Regions from separate parts of the Mus musculus genome. Here region 1 is linked to region 2. A link is a contact called in public Hi-C data. All regions are on one chromosome and are shown on one strand. The core of a region is the stretch at or near the end of the contact, and the rest is flanking DNA. Distances in the headings are between cores, read along the strand shown. Region 1 overlaps Adgrd1 (adhesion G protein-coupled receptor D1). Region 2 overlaps Gm38615 (a long non-coding RNA gene).

The links. Hi-C and Micro-C count contacts between places; a contact is called where the count stands out from the background.
Region 1: a Hi-C map of cortical neurons shows a contact between it and region 2, with 2.6 times the contacts expected there. The contact joins two enhancer-like sites. A contact is called at or near these places in 1 of 39 promoter capture datasets (hippocampal neurons), 21 of 484 Hi-C or Micro-C datasets (LSK cells, Sertoli cells, cerebral cortex and 10 more) and 9 of 115 datasets of contacts at active chromatin or transcription factors (acute myeloid leukemia, cardiomyocytes, embryonic stem cells and 3 more).

The regions. Positions count from the first base shown.
Region 1 is chr5:129,136,311-129,143,350 of GRCm38.p6, forward strand. Adgrd1 (adhesion G protein-coupled receptor D1) reads left to right here. Exons shown (of 25, transcript NM_001347486.1): 9 at 625-684; 10 at 3,278-3,395; 11 at 4,424-4,534; 12 at 6,150-6,225. Among named protein-coding and RNA genes, the nearest start is that of Gm46923, 23 kb to the left of the region's middle. Within about 2 kb of position 2,436, at least 25 of the 459 cell types and tissues checked have an H3K27ac peak or open chromatin away from gene starts, as enhancers often do. A contact at or near this core is called in cortical neurons and forebrain, where this site is marked.
Region 2 is chr5:129,066,533-129,073,838 of GRCm38.p6, forward strand. It overlaps Gm38615 (a long non-coding RNA gene), which reads left to right. Exons shown (of 3, transcript XR_868544.1): 2 at 1,238-1,290; 3 at 1,712-2,376. Among named protein-coding and RNA genes, the nearest start is that of Gm38615, 6.6 kb to the left of the region's middle. Within about 2 kb of position 5,584, at least 20 of the 459 cell types and tissues checked have an H3K27ac peak or open chromatin away from gene starts, as enhancers often do. A contact at or near this core is called in cortical neurons and forebrain, where this site is marked.

The DNA of each region.
Region 1 (7,040 bases), core at 1,186-3,685, 67 kb after region 2:
TTCATCTATCTATCCTCCATCCATCCATCCATCCATCCATCCATCCATCCATCCACTCATCCATCCATTCAATGATGGGACATGCTAGAAGCTGTCACTTGTGATGTCCACATCCTGATCACCGACTATACAAGGTTGCCACAGAAACAAAAGAGACAGCATCCATAAGATATAGCCCAAGGCTGGGGAGATAACTCAGTGATTAAAGCATTTGACCCACAACCCTGAAGATCTGAGCTCAGATCCCCAGAATCCATATAGTGCTGAAACCTGCATATGATTCCAGTCTCAGAAGGCAGAGACAGGATTTAGCCATAATGGCCAGCTCTGAGATTAGTTGAGAGATCTCAATGGATAAGGTGGATGAGCAACTCAGGGTGATCACTGACATCATCCTTGGACTTCCCAAGCACTCACACACACTAATATGAAAGTGTGCTCGTGTAAACATTACACACATACACAGATGGACACACACCACAAGTACAAGCCATCATTGCCTGCCACTGTGCGCGACACCAACGGCCAGCTGAGGAGATGTGGGAAGATGGGGAAGGAGACTGATAGGTTCAGACGTGAGACTGGAGGGTCTATGCTAAGCAGTGTTGTTCTGTTTACCTTTAGACCTTCTTAAGAACGGTGGGTGAGGTCCTCCTACTGCCCAGCTGGACCCATGAATCAGAGGTAAGGAAGAGGACGCTTTGGCCTTTAGCATGTGTGTGCTGCATTTTGGCTGTCTTTCTGCAGTGGCACCCCATGGCCCTAACTATCCCCAAGAAGAATGAAGCCTTTCTCGGTCCTGATGCCTGAGACACTGAAGTTCATTTCCCTTGGGCATGAAATGCACCCCGGGGTGGGGTGGGGACCCAGGGACCCTCGGTCCTGTGCCACTGCCTCTGCCTCTGGGTAAGGGAACAGCTTTTCCCGAAGGCTGACCTTTGTCTGTCATTTCACACAGCATTGTATTTTTTTTTTATTCTGCATTCTTGAATAGCAAGAGCCATATTTGGCATTTTAAGATCAGCGGATTGAGTGCGAGACGGCAGAGCTCAAAAGTGTGCTTCATGATTAAAGAGAAAATGAAAGGCTTTTGTCCCCCTGCACTCAAAATTTGAGAAGCAGAGCAGAGTGCTTTTCCTTGATTCCCAACCATCTTATTGATATTACTTCTTTAAAACATGAGCAGAGTCAATGAATAGTTGCAGTGATAAAAATACCTAAGATAAGAATCACCAGGGACTTTCAGGCAAAGCGTGACGGTGAGCAGCCTCATATAACCCCACAGTCTGGTCCACAGCCCGCTCACGCACATACATTCTACAGACATCTGCTAGAACCTGCTTTTCTGTAATTTTATCAAGAACTTTTGCCAAGATGGGGTTGAAGAGAGAGCTCACAAGTATGCAAAAATGGAGTTCAGATCCCAGGCGTCCACACAAATGCTGGGCAGCCATGCCACCTTCCTCATAACTCCAACCTGAGAAGGCAGGGAGGAGGGGATCCCCGAGGCAAGATAGCTAGCTAGCTATATAGGTTTGACTGAGAGCCCCCCCATCTCAATGAGTACAGTGGAAAAATGATTTAAGCCGATTTCATCATGAACTTTAGGCCCCACATGTACGCATGTGCGTGTGTGCATATATACCTGTACAAGCAAAAACATGCACACACGTACATACCACACACCCACACAAAATAGGAAAGAGTGGGGAAAAGAACATGCTACAGTAACAACAGACCCACCTCACAGTGACTTAGTAGAGTGGGTATTGGCCTCTCTAGTAGTCAGTCTATGCAGTGATTTAGAGATCTCACACTCCGCCTAGGTTTCGTGCCACACATGGCTCTAGGGGTGCATTGAGAGAGAGAGAGTATGAAGGCTCCAAGTGCCCTGGAGGGCCCTGATGCACCAACATGCCCACGTGCTCCCTCTCCTGAGCCCTCCTCATTTCGAACATTTAAAGCTTTTCCACCAGGTGCAGAGGCAGAAGAGACAGCCAATTCTCACCTAATTAATAAGATGGCGGCAAGGGCTTGCAGTGCCGCGAGCCCTTTATTGAACAGCTTCGTGTGAAATTAGACCGTATAACATTGGCAAATGGGAAGGAGAGGGGATCAAGAATGTTAAAGTGGCGGTCTAACATAGAAATACATTCCCTTTCAAGAAGCATAGACCTCCAGAGATAGGTTTCCAGGGGACTCTGTGTACAAGCTGCAGTCTGAAATGCGGGGAAGATAGCCAGTAGGGACAGCCAGCCGAGGGACGGCAGCCAGTGGAGGCCTTGGACCAACAGATTTTCTTCATTGATTTAAATGAACTTTCTTTGAATGTAAAATATGCAAATCTGCTGCAAAAATATGAATAATTACGAAACAATCCCGGTTTAGGCAAGCTTATGAGCATTGAAGGGAAGGGTGCTCACGAATCGCTGCTCCTCGCAGAACCGGGTGCCAAAGACACAGACGCTCTGATTGGAATCAGACCACGGGGCCTAAGAGACAATGTCTAAAATTGGCCTGGGCGTCTGGTTCCGCCTCAGTGGGTCCTCCTGGAGCGTTTGGGAGAGGTTGCCGAGAGCTCAGCTGCGACAGATGCTGTCTAAGAAAGGATATGAAGGGGATGGGAGGGCGAGACAGAACTGGGCAAGGGGCCTGAGAGAACTCGGCTGCCTTGCTGAGGTCCAAAAGAGTCAGGCCGAGCTGGACATAAACCCTGTCTGTGAAGCTAAGAGGGCCCTGTTTTCCTGTGGGCAGAATCCAGTGGTGTCCTTGCCACCTTAAAGATGCCGAATAGGTAAAGAGGACTATGGACGAGGAGTCAAAGAGGCCAGAGGGAATTGGGGAGGCTGGTACCTTTAAAGAGGCTGCCACTTCATTGAGGGCAGAAAAGAATCCCTGATGTCCTCACGCCTCAGGGGACTCAAGGCCACTATCTGTAAGACGGAGGCATAAGCAGACCTGAGATTTGCCCCAGTCCTTAGTGTCTTCGTAGCAGAGCTACGAACAGGTGTCTGAGCTCTCTGGTCACTCAGAAGTTAGTGCTATGTATGACATTGGGTGAGCTTTGACTTGTGCATCCTGTGCTCCAAGAACTCATCGGGTCAGGTCACCGCCCCGACCCCAGGCTTCGAAGTGGGGCAGCTGGGTGATTTTTTTTCTTTCCGATAGCTGTCACGGGTGGAAGGGGGGGGGGAAGTGAAGCTCTGAGCTCTTTATGTGTTCATCTCATGATGCTGAGGAGGTGGTCCTCAGAGTTTCAAGTCTGTGTTCCTTGCAGGACAACGCCATGACGCTGGGCCTGGTTGACACCATCGATACCGTCATGGGCCACATATCATCCAACCTACAGTCCAGAGAACCCCATGTCACCCTCACAGGCTCGTCCTCCACGGCAGGTAGCCATTATCAGGTTGGGAGGCAGTGGGGAGTTGTGGGAGAAAGAGTGTTGGATGCGCAGGTCATTGGTCTTTACACAGCAGCTGAGATGGAGCACCATTTTCTGAGCTCCAGCACCTTGTGCAAAAATCCCAGTTTGGAAGGAAGCCCTGTTAGAATTAGATTAGAAGTGCTGGGTCGTGGCATGCACACGTGACTGGGTAAGCAGTCACGACAGTGTGTGTGTGTGTATGTGTGTGTGTGTGTAAGATGACAGTCATCTGGGCTTAAACAGAATGGGAATTGGAACTCTTTGAGCCTCTGGGTCCTTAAATATCCAGTGGGATGCTCTCTGCCTTGGAGATGTGGAAGTGGGTGAAGAGAGCCAGGGGAGGAAGAGTCAAGGAGTACAGAATGCAAGTCTGGATGAATGCCAGAATGGGACATTAGAGGAAGCAGCCTGGTGTTCCCAGGATGTGTCAGAGGTCCCACGGACCCCTGTGTTCTTCGCTTTGAACTTCTGTCTCAGGACACTTCAGTGCAGAGGTACCATACAGCTTCCTATCATGGCTTAGGAGCTCATCTGCCCCAAGAAGCAGCCTTTGGGGCAGCCTGTCTGCCAAGGCACTCCCTCCACACTCGTGGTTTCATTTTCTCTTTTCTGATGGCGTCCCCCAGAGCTTAGATAGCGATATGGCTATCTAATATAGCAACCATTGCTATGATGGGGTCTGGCATCATTGCTACCATGAGGTTGGATACTTAGAGCTAGAGGTCTGTAAAGGGGTGGGGTCCCTCCAGCCAGGAATTCTCCTCCTAACTCACATGCATGCAGATGTGCACGTGTGTGCACACATGCATGTGTGTGTGTGCGCACGTGTGTATGTACACATGTGTGTTCTGGGTCACCCTTTCTAGAGGCGATTCCTCTCTCCTAGATGTTGGTTAGGTAGAGGAAATGAAGGGTGGTGGCACACAGGGTCTTCAGCCTGTTTCCCACAGCAGGTGAGCCTGCTGACCCCATTCACTGTGTCTTCTTCTCCTTCAGAATTCACTGTGGCCAAGGTCCTCCCACCAGCGCTCAGTGCTCCCCACTATAGATTCCCAGCCCATGGGCATAGCTACATTGAAATTCCGAGAGAGGCCCTTCACAGCCAAGGTGAGTGGATCTGGTTCCTCAGGCCCTCAGGTGCTGCAGCCTGGGTGGCTGTCCCTCTGTGGGAGGGTGGGAGTTGGATGCTCCTAGAGAGGACTCGGATGCAAAGCATACCATACCACCTCATTCCACAATACACACTAGACCATCGATGGAGCTGGGACTTAGAGTGGAGCTTGAGAAAAATCCACATTGCTGTGAGTCTGGCCCACCACATAGGATACTGTGTGTCCCCAAATCTGCCCAGCTCCTGGTTAGTCGAATATGACTAGAGGTGGCACCTCTCCTCTTGCCCAAGGTAGCTATGGATAGATATGTCTGTAGAGAGGACCCAGAAACTATCCCAGGACAGGTTCAGATCAAGTCTCATTATGAGTAAGTAACCAAGGATACCTGGTTACACAGGCGCACTCTGGAGCCCAGGCAGCTCTGACCACATCTGGCTGACATCTATGTGGATCCTTCCATCTTGGGTCCACTCACAGTTGAGGATTATTGTGGTTTCTCTCCCTAGGGGCCCAGACAGAGACCCAGCCCTGCTACCCAGCCCTGCAAGGATACATTTTAGGGGGGGGGTGTTGGAGACAGGGTTTTTCTGTGTAGCCCTGGCTGTCCTGGAACTCACTCTGTAGACCAGGCTGGTCTCGAACTTAGAAATCTACCTGCCTCTACCTCCCAAGTGCTGGGATTAAAGGCGTGCACCACCACTGCTCGGCACAAGGATACTTTTTTTTTTTTGTCTGGAGGACAGGCACTCATGACTTCAATCTCCTCTGGGCAAAGACAGCATTTTCTGCTCTCAAGAGAGAAGTACCATCTAGCCTTGCATAGCGTCTGATCCTCCCAGGTTCCAATGCAGGACAGATTGGCAATAACCCAATCTTCAAGAATGGCCAGAATCCATGTTCTCAACACTTACTGTCAAGCAAGCCAAACTCTGGTTAAAACCCTAGTTTAGCCCACCAATGGCTGTGTGGCCCTGGGCAGGTTTCTGACCATATCTATGCCAGGCCAACAACAATACCCGCTTCATGGTATTGTTACAGAACTTACAAGGCAAAGTGTATATCAGTCACTATGCATGGCATGTAGTGAGTCCCAAATTGATGGCAAAAGAGCTCACAAAATCAGCCAACGATAGCCTAGCGTTCTCACAATAGCAGAGAGAAAGAAATGCTGAGTATGTGGGTCTTACTGTAACAAGGGACAAGGGATACATTGTAGCCATCTAGCTCTCCACTACAGCCTGTAGAGCTCCGTTTGAGCATCAGCATACCCCTCCTGCAGACTGATTGAGACACACTCCCTGCTGGGCAACTGGCAGCCCCATGACCCGTTCCCTGTCCCTGAGGCTCTCTGTTATCCTGGGCAAGTCTCAGCACCTGGCTCTGGAGTGGGCATAAGGGACGGGGCAGGGGGTCACTGTCCCAGTTGAGCACCCTGCGGACTAGCCACAGCTCCCATGCTGTTGTAAATGTCATGGTCTTGTGGCTCTTCCTTCCTCCTCCCCACCCCGACCCCGAGTCACTGCCCTCAGCCTCAATGTGTGCCTGGTTCTGCACATCTCCTGCTTATGACTGGAGTGTTGATGAGCATCCGACCTTTGCTTTGTCCTCAGCCTGGACCACGATTGTCGGCCTTCTCTACCACACCATGCACTATTATCTGAAAAACATCCACCCAACCAGCACAGAGTGAGTGTTGTACAGAGATGTGGGGGTGGTATGTGGGGTGTATGCACTTGTTTCCTGGATGGCCAACCTCAGTGGTACTCCACACTGCCACACACATGCACAGCTTTTTGTTAGTAAACTCTGGCTACTAGTACCTGTTGCCTTGTTCAAGCCAGGTTGGGCTTCGAGTCCTTTGGAGAAGATTTGGGAACTCCATCAAGTGAGATCCAATAGGCTCTGGAGCAGAAGGTCAGCTATGCTCAGAGTTATCCCTTGGGCATTCTGAGCCTCAGTTTCCACATCTATAGAATGGGAAGACAGCCAACCCGCCTTTATAATCCTTTCCCTTGAGAAGATGTCTTCCCCTCACCCCCACCCCCATTTCCTTCTTCCACAGTCGGTAGGAGGAGATCTGGAAGATCAGGTGCATAATTAAACTCACCCCAGGGGACAGGGGTCATTCACAAGTCAGACTTATCAGATTCCCAATTGAAACTTCTGCTCTGAACCATCCCTGACCTTGGCCATGAGTAGCATTGCAACCTCAGAACGTCAAACAGAGACAGGAAGCAGCCGCGGGCTGTTGTAGATCAGAGTGAGGTGGGGAAATCTAGTCAGAATGGATTTAAGCAAATGAGAAACTTACTGGGTAGCTTAAACTCTGAACAGCCTGCAAGCACCTGGCTTCAGGGGCAGTGTGGTCCAGGTGATGTTACCAGGTCCCATCTGTAGACTCTTCCCAGGGCGGGCTCCCTTCTCTGTCAGGCAGTTTTAAGTCTCCTTACAGTTTTAAGTCAGGGGACCTAGTCCTTTGGGGCTGACATCTAGCAGAGGCC
Region 2 (7,306 bases), core at 4,334-6,833:
TTTCAACGAAAGGGCCAGGTGTTTTATGACCATCTTCTATGTGTAGTTATTTTGGGACTCAGGACCACTTAATCATTGAACCTGAGCCCTCTGCCTTCAGACACAGGGGAAGGGACAAAATGGCCTCACGGGCTGTAAAATCCCTGGCTCCAGTGGCATCGGGTGGGGTGGGTGAGCACATCACGTTTACTCGCATTCCCAGAAACACTGCGTCAGCATGAGGGATGCCGGGAGGAGTGAGAAGTGGGAGGCTGGTGAGTGCTCGGTATAGGAGACTCATGGGAGGGAGATGGGTGGTGGTGATGGTGGTGGTGGTGATGATGATGATGGTGATGATGGTGATGCTGATGGTGGTGATGATGGTGATGCTGATGGTGGTGATAATAATGATAGAGATGATGATGATAGTGGCCTGTATCTGCTCTGCAAGCTGACACAGATGGGTGGGACTTGGAAGTATGGTTTTCCCCTAAGAGTGGAGGGGAAGAGGTTGAGCAGCTGTCCCATGTCAGACCCTTAAAAAAAAAAAAGCAGCATCTCATGGAATTGCAACAACGCCCTGATTAGTAAGTTCAGCTCTTTCTACTTCACCAAGGACCAAGCTCAGTCAACAGGCTTCAGAAAGCTACTTGGCCCCCCTCCTTCCTCTCCCCTTTCTTTCCTCTCCTTTCCTCCCTTCCCCTTCCTTTCCTTGCAGGGCCAGGTTGGAGCGCAGGGCCTTCTTCTCACACACACCAACAGAGCTTTCCTCCTGAGCTGTGTTCCAGCCCATCCATCTCGTCTATCCCAAAGCACGTGTGCACATTCCACATTCCACTTAGCACCCAGGAGAAGGACCACTGGGTTCTGGCCCGGAACGGAAACAATACTGCTGTGTGTGGCCAAGGTGTGGGTGGAGGGAAGCTATGCCATTTGGTGGAGGTGAGCCACAAGCCGGAGAAGCTAGCTACACAACGGATTTGGGGTGGGGGGAAGCTGGCTGAGTGGGAGGAGCCCGGAGGGAGGACGGAAGAGAATTTATCTGACTCAACTGAGAGATGTTATTATCATCAAATATTTTCCCTAATTGCGAAAAAATTAAGGGGCCGAGGGATGCCAAGAAAATAAAGTACACATGCATCAGGCGTTGGCTTTTTTGGCATAGGAAATTTGCCTGTAATCACTTTTACAGAGATATAAAAGGAATTGCCTCCCCCAATGTGATCGCTTCAGCCTGGCTTTTTATCTGTTTCTTCAGAAACATCACATTTTGAAGGGAGTTGTATTAGCTGAAGATGGTGAATTTGTCTGGTAATTGCTTCCTATTATAAATCTAAGCAACGTTTAACACCACCCAGGAATGCAGAATTATCGGGAACGCTAAATGGAGAAAGGCTCTTTGGCTAAGTTTTGTTTTTTTTTTTTTCCTTGTTGAAAACAAGTGTTTTGGAGGGGGGGGGGTGTGGTGCGCGTGTTAAAGAACATCATTTTGTGGCGCTTAGCGAGACTGTGGGATGTGGGTGGCATGGTCCACAGATTCCTGCAGGGTGGTGACACTTGTGTTGGTCTGCAGGTATGCCCAGTCGCACTCACCATAGACAAGAATTACCTACCAAGGAGGGGAAGGAGTGTGGCTGCTCTGCTGTTTGTTGTATGGGTGACATTGGTGGGGAATCTTTGCTGGAGTCTGAATGTCCTTCCCCTTACTTTATGTTGAAATCCCTGTTCCCAGGACGATGGCATCAGGAGGTGATAAGGTCAAGAGGGCGAAGCCCTCGGGATTGGAATCCTGCTGGCTTCAAAGGGAGCTGCCTGCACCCCACCCCGCAGAAGGACCCATGGAGAGCTCACCATCCATCTACTGCTGACTTTCCTCATTGCCATGGCAAAGGATCAAACAGAAGCAACTTGAGGGAGGTGCTGCCTTTGTTGGCTCACGGTTTTCTGGGTTCAGTCTGATCTGGTGGAGAAAGCATGGCGGATGTCTGGAGCTAGTGGATAAACTTGTTCAGATCTTTGTGGATGGGGAAGCAGGGCTGAGTTCTATCCCTCCAGGGGGACCCAGTACTGCTAGGTACTAGACCCAGAGTCCCAAAGTTTTCCCAACCTTCCAAAGCAATACCTTCAATAGAGGAGCATGAGCCTGTGAGAGATTAAGCAAATCTTAACAGTGGGGAAGCAAAGGCTAAGTTTGTCAGAGCCTTGCCCTTGTACTTCCAGCCCCAGGTCTCTAGAGCAGTGACTCTATAGTTCATAAAGCTACCCAGCCTGTGATATTTTCAGATCACATCTCAGATGGACTAAGGCAATTTTTAACTAAACCCTATTTGTTGTGGTATTTCCAAACCCTCTTTGTAACCCTCCTGATACCAGCACATTTACAGGAACTAAAAACTGGACTCTAGAGCCTTGCTTTCTTTTTTCCCCCCTGCTTACATGTTTTCTGAACATCTGAATTTGCAATGTTGTAGAAACCAAAGGTTTTACACAAGATTAGAGTCTTTTAGCCTCCCTACAAAACTCAGAAATCTTGTGAAATAGGGTCCTTGGTTTCTCCTGGGCAGAAGACTGAAGGAGAGAGACAGGAAGACAGAAGGGAAGGAAGGCAAGGAGAGAGACAAAGTCAGAGAGAGAGAGAGAGAGAGAGAGAAAGGGGGGAGGTAGAGAGAATAAAAGAGGGGGCAAGACTAAAGGTAAGAGGGGGAGGTACATAAGGAGGGGAGGAGAGAGACAGAGTCAGAGAGAGGGGGAGAGAAGGAGGAAGGGAGAGAGAAAGAGGGAGAGAGGTGAAAGGAAAGAGGAGGGAGGAAGGAAGGGAAGGGGAGAGAGAGGTAAAAGGGAGAGGAGGGAGGCACGGAAGCGGGGGGGGGGTGGGGAGAGAGAGAGAGAGAGAGAGAGAGAGAGAATACTCATGGAGTCCCAACAGAGATGCCTAGTGTCCACACAGAATGGTCCAGAGTCCCCTCTGCCATTGCTTAATTCTTCCTCTCCCAGCTGACTGTGAGCTGGGCTGAGCACAGGTCCCTGCTGGGGTCCTAAGCTGTGGCTCACACGCCTGTGTTCTTTCCTCTGTTCCTGTCCATCATTCCATGTCTCTCAAAAGACTGGGAACTCTCTGGGCATATGAGCATCACTCTTATCCACGTCCCTTGTGCCATCCCTCAGAACCTCCATCCCCTGATGCTCCGTGCTGACTAGTGGCCGATTCTAACTAGGGGACAGCTGTGCCTTGCAAAATGCAGGGCTACTGGGCCCATTTCTTTAAAAAAACAAAAAAGTGATCTATTTATTTTTAGGAACATAATTACTTTGCCTGCATGTCTGTCTGTACTTGCATGCCAGAAGAGACATTCAGCACTCTGGAACTAGAATTACAGACAGTTGTGAATCACCATGCATGTACTTGGACTTGAACCCAGGACCTCTGGAATAGCAGTCTGCATGCCTAACCACTGAGCCAACTCTCCAGCTCCACTAATTTCTTCTTCAGTAGGGTGATAGATGCTTTTGGAGGGCAGTCTTCCTCCCAGGCAGGAGACAGTTACAGGAGCCGGAGACCTCAAACCAAACACGGGAAAGTGGAGCTCAGTGGGGGCGCGGGGGTGGGGTGAGCGAGACAAGCTCCGGGCTCCCATGCCAGGCATGGTGGCACTCGCCTTTAATCCCAGCACTTGGGAGGCAGAGGCAGGCAGATTTCTGAGTTCGAGGCTAGCCTGGTCTACAGAGTGAGTTCCAGGATAGCCAGGGCTGCACAGAGAAACCCTGTCTCGAAAAACAAAAAACAAAAAAACAAAAACAAACAAACAAACAAACAAAAAAGCTGCTGGCTTCCTATCTCTAAACTGATCAGGAAGAACCATAGTCTCTCTTGACAACAGCGAGGAGGAGACGTGGGATCTTGAGACACACAATGGGTAGGCAAGCCCCCTCCCTGCCCCTGACACACACACACACACACACACACACACACACACACACACACGCAACTATTGCTCAAATTCTGAAGTACTACTAGGTTTGAAAACCAAATTATGATCATATAGTAAAAACTACCCTGGGGCAGGGTGGCAGTGATGCATCCCTTTAACCCCAGCACTCAGGAGGCAGAGACAGACACGTATCTGTGAGTTTGAGGCCAGCCTGGTCTAGAAAGTGACTTCTAGGATAGCCAGGGCTAACACAGAGGAACCCTGACTAGAAACAAACAAATAAACAAATAAACACCCACAACCACCACCACCAGCAACAACCACCCTGGAAGCCAGAAGTCCTCATGCAAGTGTCAGAGCTGGGTAAGAGTGATCTTTGCAGCTCAAGCATGGTGGGGTCAGCTGTAAGTCATACATCGACACACGGGGCTGGAGGTCGTGGATGTCATTGCTCTCTCAGTTCTCCAAGTAATGTCTTCTTGGTTTCCATTTGCTTGGAATCTCCTCTGTACGCTCCGCATAGGTAAAACAAACAAGAACAGTGTGTTCTTTGTCTAAACAGCACTCTGCCACCGTCTGTGATAGCGGAGTTTTGTTTCTCGGGTCTCACGCCTGGGTGCTCTTTCCTCATTAGTACCTGGAGCATCTTACTTGAGTTTCCCTGGACCGGCAACGTCCAGAGGTCCTGAAGCCCTGCTTCCTGCCTCTCTGTGACAAGCCAGGGCTCCCTTCCGGGAAAACGATGTTTCTGCCCTGCATGGCTGGCTCTCTTTCCTGCATGGTCATTTGCCTGAACTCATCAATTGCTATTATTCTCTATCCTGCTTCTTGATAAGAGACGTGAAAACGGTCTCATTTTCTCTGTGGTGTTATCAGAAGACTGTCCTAATAACCTCTTTGTAGACAGACCGAGCATAGGGCTGAATTCAAGGCTTCAGACACCGTTTTCAGCAAGGCTGAGCGGAGCAACTGGGATAGCATCAACCAAGTCCCTGGATCCTGTAAACCTGCAGCTAGTTATCACTGGTCTTTTCCTCCCAGAGACCTACCATCTTCCTTAGCTCCTACAGCAATGGGTTTCAACCTTCCTAAGGCCACGACCCTTTAGTACAGTCCCTCCTGTTGTGGGCCCCTGTTGTAAAATTATCTTCATTGCTATTTTATAACTGTAATTTTTTTGTAGTGAATCATAACGTAAATCTCTGTGTTTCTTGAGGGTCTTAGGTGAATCTGTGAGAGGGTTGTTTGACTGCGACCCACAGGTTGAGAACCGATGTCCCACAGGGTCACAGCAACAGGGCCTCAGTGTCAGTGGCTGCCACCCTCTTTCTCTCCTCTTTACTCAATTCTGTTCTTTGTCATGATTTATTCCAGTCTTGCAAAATGCCCAGATCAGCCACACTCAGCCGGCAGTATAAATCATTACAGGTTTGTACCGCACCACTTACATGAATTGGTCCACGTCTGGCTTTGGTCACATGCAAGAAAATAACCCCCGTCTTCCCTGTGTAGCCCTGGTATAACCTACTTGGCTACATATTCCACAACCATTTTAACTCAAATGTACTGGAAAAATGACATATGGAGACGTTTGGCTGCCTTCTCAATGCATCTATGTTTCCTGGTCTGCGTTCATCGCCCTTGAATTCCTGCCAGGAGCTTGCTGCTTGCTGCCCGACCTCATCATACTCTCCCCTCAGAGAGAGAAGAGGGCGAAGAATCCTGCAAACCTTTCAAACGCCCACTGCGTGTCGATTCTGTTTTTCCATCCCATCCAGACTGTCATTTTCAAATTCTTTGAAAATCCTTCGACTTTTAGTGAAGCAAATGAGAGCCTCGCTCTTGCCCACTTAATGAACCTACTGCTGGGCGCATCAGCCACCGATTTCCATGCCTTGTGAGTGGAGCCAGGGAGCAGGGGTATGGTAGAGGGGCCCCAGGCAGGGTGGGATGTGAGGGTTTCTTTTGTGGGGTTAAAGAGCCCCACATTCTCTTTAGAGGAGGATGCTCTGAGCTCGGGAACATTTCCAATGACTTTGAATTGTTGCACATGAGAACACGTCACAAAAAGAAAATAAAAAAAAATTCATGAGACTGTAGCTCAAATATGTCTCTCTGAGACATGTCTGTGGGAACAGAGTGGAAATGGAGCCCAGGCTGTGTGTGGCTTTGTGTGTTTGGCACGCCAGGCTCCAGCACCAAGGTAATAGAAAACGTTGCAATGTACGCCTTTTATTTTATTATTATTTTTGAATGTTTGGATGTGTGCAGTGTATGATATCATGGTCAAGAGCTTGCCTTGGAAGCTGGGTCTGTGGACACTGCTTGGTAATCCCAGCTATGGGGAGTGGGAGGAGAGGGTGTGGCCAAGGTAGGAAGATTATAAATTCAAGGCCTGTCTAGACCACTTAGTGAGCCACTGTTTTAAGAATTCCTTCCTGAGGTAGGAGTAGGAGGGTCAGGGACAAAAGATCCCAACAACAAACCCAAGTGTGATCTCACCAAAGCGCACCCTGGGGGAGCTATTGCGTATATTGAGCTTACAGAACAGGGGGTAAAGGGTTGCTAGTGAGATTGTGAGGGACCCCCCACCCCTCACCCCTGCCACACTGGAAAGTCTTCCTCCAGCATGGGTAATAGCTTCCCTATAGCTACAGAGATGGAGACCCCCTTCTATTGCCTTTTCCAGCCAGGGTACTCTACCCCTCCTGAGACCCTGAGGCTACATGCAGTTAGGGAATGAATACCCAAAAGACTAGGAGAAGCAGCAGGTTCAGGACGATCCCATGAGCCTCAACCCTTCTCCTTCTCTGAGAGAACAATGATAATCAACAAGACCCACTGTGATGGTCTCTTGCAAGAAGGCACAGCTGATCTGTTGAACATAGTGGGTGTTTTGCTAAGAGGATAGGGCTCTACAATACCCTATCTAAAAATAAAAAGTAAAAAGGCCGCACCCTGACCTAAGCCAACATACCAATACCCTTGGGGTATGGGGGAAACCTTCAAAGTCAAACTGAGCTAGAATTTGCTTTTGTGATCATTAGCTACCCTTATTTCCTTACCTGTCTGGGCTCAGTCTTCCTCCCATAAAGGTGTGTACACGCCCAGTCATGTGATCTTTGGCCTTGGCAATGGAGATGGAGGTGAGGTCGGGGAAGGCTGTGGGAATAAAGAGGCGTGCACTGTGCATAAGAGGTTGTGGCTGTACGGGAGGGGTGCCAGGCTCCTCCTATTGACAGTGCAGTGTTGACACTCTGGCATCTACTGGCGACTCTACAGATGAAACCTCCCAGAGCCACCGGAAAGCAGGCTTGCCACTCAAGCTCTCAAAAGGGTCCCCATTTGGAGTCTCCTGCCTTAATTTCCAGAGTGAGCTGGGATTTCATCGCCCCCCT